Regions from separate parts of the Danio rerio genome. Here region 2 is linked to region 1. The links are chromatin contacts, called in public Hi-C maps. All regions are on one chromosome and are shown on one strand. Each heading gives the region's core, a stretch centred on a gene start, on an enhancer-like site or on the middle of the called end of the contact. The rest is flanking DNA. Distances are from core to core; before and after follow the strand shown. Region 1 holds the start of LOC141375243. Region 2 holds the start of si:ch73-335d12.2.

Region 1 (3,342 bases), core at 517-3,016:
GCTTGACTGTTTTTAAAATCCTTATACAGTCACAGGCCTCAAAAACACATGCACATGATAAATTATAATACAGGCTCTACATTGCACGTTCTACAAAGTGACTGATGCAAATAATCACATTGCGATGTCGATGCTGAAACAATATAAAGACAAAAAACTAAAAAAAACAGCCCAATCCTGACACTTTTCCCACAAAAATATTATCAATTTAATGTAATCCAAAATTGCATAAATTTACTATTTTATTTACAAATGTTTAAATAACTTGCCATGTTACTTATTTTTTATGCTTGGCTAATTAGGCCATAATACACTCGGCTAATACATTTTATTTTTTTTTGTAACATCTATTATGTCGCTTTCAACTTGGTAAATACATTCTGACATACTTAGTAATTTATGAAAATGTAAGGAATGTATTTAGTAGGTTGATTAAAAGTGACATTAAACATGTCACAAAAAAATAAAATAAAGCAAGTTTCCTTCAGGATTTTCAACTGTGACAGCAGGTCTTTTACACAAATCTACCAACCATATTTTTTCAATGACAAATGGAGAAATGTCGTGAGCGCAGTATTGCAAGTCGAGATCGCATTTATGTAATATGAGCAAATTTCTTTGCTTGCACACCGATTTCTTCTGTTCGTGCTCAAGTTCTTGCACGCTCCCTCAAATATATGCTGCTCAAGCGCAGATCTTCTTGTGCGCTCTCAAATACACACTGCTGAAGTGTGATTTACTGTGTTTATGTAGTCAGTATGTCTCTAACGGTTATCAGATTTGCTAGGAATATTTCTGAATGTCTCCAGTAGACCTACAGAGCAGCAATAATGCGTCCTGAAGTAAAGTGAAACGGCTATAAACTCTGTAAAGTCATAAGCACAACCACAGACCTTTATCTATAAAGTATAATTGTGGAAACTGTGTTCATCTTAACTGAAAGCTACGTCGTGTTTTCTCAGTCAGTCAGAATGTCACCTTAAAGTGTTAAACAAATAACGCACAGCTCTACTATGATGACAGAAGAGTTTGCGCTGTTATAATTCACTAACCTTTTAATGCGTTTAAGTGCGATTTATAACCTGCTATTAAAAACTAACAGCAGCAACGACTGAATGTTTTGAATGAGAAGCTGGAATTTAGATGTGGCGAGATGAATTTTGGTGTGGCGCCCCACCATGGAAGAATTAATGTATTGGAAACCATGCTATGTTTTTGCCGAGTGTGTTAGGTTGCTAATATACTGTATATCAGATTAATGTATCTCAAAGTAGTTTTTTCAAAGTCCTCCTTAACATTCTATGTTATTTCTTTTCATAATCAATTTACTGTAAATTGTTGGTGATAAACAAGGTTAATGAATTAAAATTGAATATACTGATTGTTATAATTCATGGTATTACCATTAATAATTAATTTATTATTTGACAATTAAATAAAAAAATAAGAAATTGTCAAATAGTGCAGTTAATAATAATAATAATAACAATAATAATAATAAACTTACCTGCCTGAAAGTCCAACTGGGCTGGAAATTTAAGAAATGATCTTCACAGTTGAGTTCATCAGTTATCTGTCTTCAAAAATATACTTAAAAAATTCTTCAGAGTAATCCTCTGTAAAACATTGTCTTGTGATTCATAAGACAACAATGTAAAGGAATAAGTGAAATATTATACCCTATGTAGTTGTTAAGAGCTCAATTTTATGTAGTTAAAAATAGACATTTTCATACACATCAGCAATCTATGCTAACTCTGTCTGAGCAGTCAACTCTGAATGCTGATTTATTTATTGCTAATCTACTGTAAGCCCCTCCCTCTCAACCCACAGTGTCTTACAGCATATTTGAGTATACTACAACAATGCATCATGCTATATTTGAATGAAAATGATTGGTATTAAACAAAATACAGTATTAATCATTATCTGACAATTGTTTTTACTTGTATTCAGTCAATAGGTAGAGATTAGTATAGTTTTATCAAGGTTTTTCTTTATTCAATGTTATGTAACAATTAATCTATATTGTTCTTAACCATTTTATATCGACAAATAAACTGAAAATGAAGAAATATAATGGCACCTATCTAACATTTTAAAAACCGCATCAAGCTACGCTGTTAAAAGTTGTGAACAAATTTGTAAACATGTGAACAAATTTGAATATTAGAACTATTTTAATTGGTTAAACCTAACCAAATTGAACATAACACAATAGCTGTATTATGGCATGTTTTTTGGTTTATGTATGTCTGTCATAAATAAATTTGTTTCAGAATTACATTGAACATGTTGCCTTTTCAAAGTTGTGTGTGTGCGTGTGTTTGTGTATATGTACTTACAGTACACAAGCATATGTATACACAGAGAACATGGAGTGAACTTTAAGTGTTTCCAAACCAGCTGACTGTTCAAATCAGTAGCATAACCACCACCAGGAACAGAATGTCTCGTTTATTTCTAGGGCTGGACAATGCGGGCAAAAACCCTCAAAAAATCTATTTAATTATTTTCAGTGTTGATAAATATTCATAATACTGTATTTTTGCATACAATATGTACAACTTATTTTGTTCATCAATACTCTGTCATCACTTTTTTTTTTTGAAATTGCTATAATATTCCTTAGAGCAGCTCAACACTGCGGAAATACGCAATGTTGTTGAGTGTGGCGATAACATTTCTTGCGCTATAACTAACTTTCCAAATGCTACTTTAACAGCAATTAAAAAAATTATTTATGTTATGATCTTATTCAAATAAACAGCTGATAGATATTTCCTGAGCTAATTAAACAAACAATTAAAAAAAGCTACATCAAGATGAAATGTTAAGATGAATGACTGGAAAGCTTGTTGGAAATTCTGAATGTTGTTGGGTGTCATCATGGTCTCCCAGCATTAGTGTTTATTTTCAGCTCTAGGCTGAATGATGAAGATAGTAAAGGCCCCATCTGATTGGTCAGATTTTGCATTTCTCTTGTGAGTATTGCATTTACTATTATCATGCATGCATGATAATAAAGACTAATGTGCAGACCTAATATTTGCAATTGTCTAGTTTAAAAGATACTGCTTGTAAACTGCTTGTAGCCCAAAGGGTTTTGGATATACAACTTGTTTAGTGTGGATATGTGAGGGTAGTGACTTGTGGCCTACTAAGGCAAACTGCTTCAACAGGTTAAAAGTGTTTTATTAGGAGTTAAGGGCAGATACTTAAGGATTTGGGTTTAATATACAGCATTGTATAGTGATAAGAGAAGATATATAAACTTAAATAAAACCCAGCAGATTTGATACAATATACATGTATATTTGGGTTGTCTTTTTAAAACCTAAA
Region 2 (3,471 bases), core at 83-2,582, 200 kb before region 1:
ACATTGCATCTTGTCTCATGAAATTCCATAACAGTTCTTATGGTCTGATATTTTGGATCCTTACAATAGACAAGAGCAGGTAAACATTGAATTATTATTTTCTCCTTCTATTTATGACTTATTTGTCGTGTGATCAACCGTTTGGGCTAGTTGTAGATGTGTTTGGAAGCAATTCATAACATTTTAATAATATTTTGGGCAAATTGAACCAAATTAACGAAATGACTCGATAAAAGATTTTATGAACGAGACTCGAAGATCCGAGTCAGTAAAATGATCCAAACTTCCCATCACTACATGACACCTGAATGATAAGTGAAGTTTATTTATAAACTAATTTCGAGAGAATCACGTGCTTATGATTGCTTGCGGCTGGACCCAAATTATCCAATTTTCAATGCACCAATCAGACGATTGATAAGCTACTATGAATACCCTAGGTTACGTATCACAGTTATCTTCATTTTGAATAATCCCTCTTTCACCCCTACTCCTCCTCCCTCTAGATGGGTGGCATGGTGGCCCAGTGGTTAGCACTATTGCCTCACAGCAAGAATGTCTCTGGTTCCAATCTTTACCAAACCATCAGACGTTTCTGAGCAAAGCTTGCATGTTCTCCCCGTACTCACCTGGGTTTCCCCTGGGTCCCCCGGTTTCCTTCCACCATCCAAAAACATGCAACTTAAGTTTATTGGCTAATCCAAGTGAACACCATAGAAATGCTATTATCTGCTCTTCAGCCACCATGACAGGGGAATTCTTGAGATCTCCCTCCAAACGGGAGGAAGCCCCAGGATCGAGGATCTTATGAGCTCAGGGCTCTCTCCCGGGACAGCATGCCAAACTAGCTTTATTATCAATCATCAGCTAAGTGTGAACTCTTGACATGAAAATAAAAGGAAATGCAAATTTTCATTATGGACTTTTCCTCTGTAGCCATTATGAAAATACTTTGAAACATACAGACTCTTGACCACATTCAAATGAACTCAATCCAACAGAAGTACAGAAAATATGTGAATGAGAAAGAAAAATGAAAAAGGCCTTTGTTTAGAGTAATAAACAAACAATGTGACGTTCTGAATGACGAATGAGAGCAGATATAGAATCATCACAGAATAATCTGAAGCTGCAGACAGAAACATCCGACTGAGGACAGAAACACACCACCTGTGAAGTAAGAGCACACATCTACATTATTTACACACACACACACACACACACACACTCAAAGACACTTCTGACATCTGTTGATCCTCTTGTTGGTTGCGTATTCTGGATTAATGCTTCTCTTTTACTGAAATGTTTTACTCCTAAATTGATGGGTTTTTTTTTTCTTCTCAGAAATGGCTCAAACTCTATATCTCTCTCTTCTCCTCATTGGTGAGTGTGTTTGTAGTTTTATTGATGGTTTATAGTTTCTTTAGGTTCGACTCTTCTGAAAACCATTAAAGCAAAGTGTCTCTTTCACAGCTCTCTGCTCCATATCTGAATGTGTTCAGCGTCAGTATCACTTTATAAATAAGAACAAGACCTGGACTGAAGCTCAGAGATACTGCAGAGAGAAATACACAGATCTGGCCACCGTTGACAACATGAACGACATGATCCAGATGAACAAGAGTGTGAAAGTTAATGATGGATATGCCTGGATTGGTCTTCAGAGGACGAGTGTTTATAAATGGCATTGGTCTTCAGGTGATTCTGTGCTCTTCCTGAACTGGGCATCTGGACAACCAGCCGGAGGTGATAATTGTACTGTTATGAGAAATGGAAAGTGGTTTGTTGAACCATGTAGTGATGCCTGGACTTTCATCTGCTACAACAGTGAGTACAAACCCTTATGAAATTAAATATATGCGATTTATTCTAGTGCAGGGGTCCATCTATTAGTCCTACGACAGAACTAACAGTATGGGTGAAGGTTAAATGCGTGTGAGCCTTTTCAGCACATGTGAAAAGAAATATCTTGTTAAGATTTATTTTAATTTGTTTCCAACTCAATTTAATCTGACTCCAGTTTATAATAATTTTAAATTTAGATTAATCTAATTCAAGTTGATCACCTCATAGGTCGTGATTGGGTCTAATTTAGATTGATTAACCTAATAAATGCTTATTTTCAGCTAATGGTTCATTGTTTAGCTGAACTCAGTATACTGGCCATCTCCATCTGCTCACAGACACATCCTTGCCAGTTCTGGTTCTTAGACAGAGGATATAACTGTAAACTAATTTCCTTCTAGTAATATTAGGTGGCCCCATGCTTGCTCATACTTAAAGTTTGATTTAGACCCTAGATTATATCATACTAAGTGATTGTGATTGTCAGAAATCAACAGGTCTCTAATGCTGTCTATGCTCCATCCATTGAGCCTGAATGTATGACTAATCCTGGTCGTAGGCTGGAGAAACATCAGCCTAAACAATCTACTAGATTTAAATGATTTCAGGAGATATTAGAGTTACAAGAATTTGACATTTATTTGTCAGGCAAAGATTTTGCATTCCAATTCACATAATTACAGAAAATAAGCCAATCAAGATTGTACAACATCAATTATTCAAAGATACATTTAGGAGTTAGAGATGAATACCTGACCATGTAGAAATTCATTGCAGTATATAAGTCCTGATGCAGAGACCAGTTCCTTAAATACTCAAATCATCATAGATTCAAGACGATAAAATCTTCACCAAGACTCTTGCCTGGTCATGAGTTGATGTGAAGACCATTTTCCCTGGAGTTGCGCATCTGGCAAAGATCTTATCAAGGTAGACCCACCAAGCTTAAGTTAGTGGATACTTTTGCCAAACTTAAATAATATTTCACCATAGCTCCCATTCTTAAGAAATCTGGTCTCTATTCCCTAGTAGCAAAGAATTCTGGCCCAGATTTGGCAAAAAACTGGTACAGCAGGCATTCATCCGGCACTGGCATACAGCATGTGGGCCAAACATGGCCCGGGTTTGGCAGAGGTGGCACCGTTTTAAGGCGGCACACAAGATTTGGGCCAGATGAAAAACGTAGTATTTGGCCCAGATTTAAAAATTTGATAAGTGGGCCATTTGAGTTTGGCCAGTCTTGACCCACATTTAAAATACACTAAAATCATTTTTGAGTAAAGAAAAAAAAATTCTACCAATCAGGTCACTTTGAGAAAAAGCGTGCCCATAGTGTGCCTAAAGCGCATCACTCCATGGGTTTATCAATTTCATTGCAATCGTGACACACCAACCTATCTGGCCCAGTTCAGGCCCAGTTATGAGTTATTAACTTGGCTGAGACTTGGCCCAGATATGGTCTGTGTTTGGCCCTTGTCTGGAAGCCAGATTTGGTCCAGTCATGTACCGTAATTCACTGCGGCATGTGGGCCAAGCAAAACCTGATTGTGTGGGCCAGAGAAATTTTGCTATGTGGGTGAATATAAAGCCACAAGATACACCATACTCAAAACTTAAACATTCTAT

Evidence for each region. A called contact is a pair of places that touch in the nucleus more often than the background predicts.
Region 2: a Hi-C map of embryo shows a contact between it and region 1, with 10 times the contacts expected there. The contact joins the promoter of si:ch73-335d12.2 here to the promoter of LOC141375243 in region 1. A contact is called at or near these places in 2 of 18 Hi-C or Micro-C datasets (both in embryo).

Annotation. Positions count from the first base shown.
Region 1 is chr7:3,313,406-3,316,747 of GRCz12tu, reverse strand. LOC141375243 reads right to left here and starts at 1,766. Exons shown (of 10, transcript XM_068222506.2): 1 at 1,508-1,766.
Region 2 is chr7:3,508,157-3,511,627 of GRCz12tu, reverse strand. It overlaps si:ch73-335d12.2, which reads left to right and starts at 1,332. Exons shown (of 4, transcript NM_001082802.1): 1 at 1,332-1,383; 2 at 1,474-1,827. The coding sequence starts at 1,347.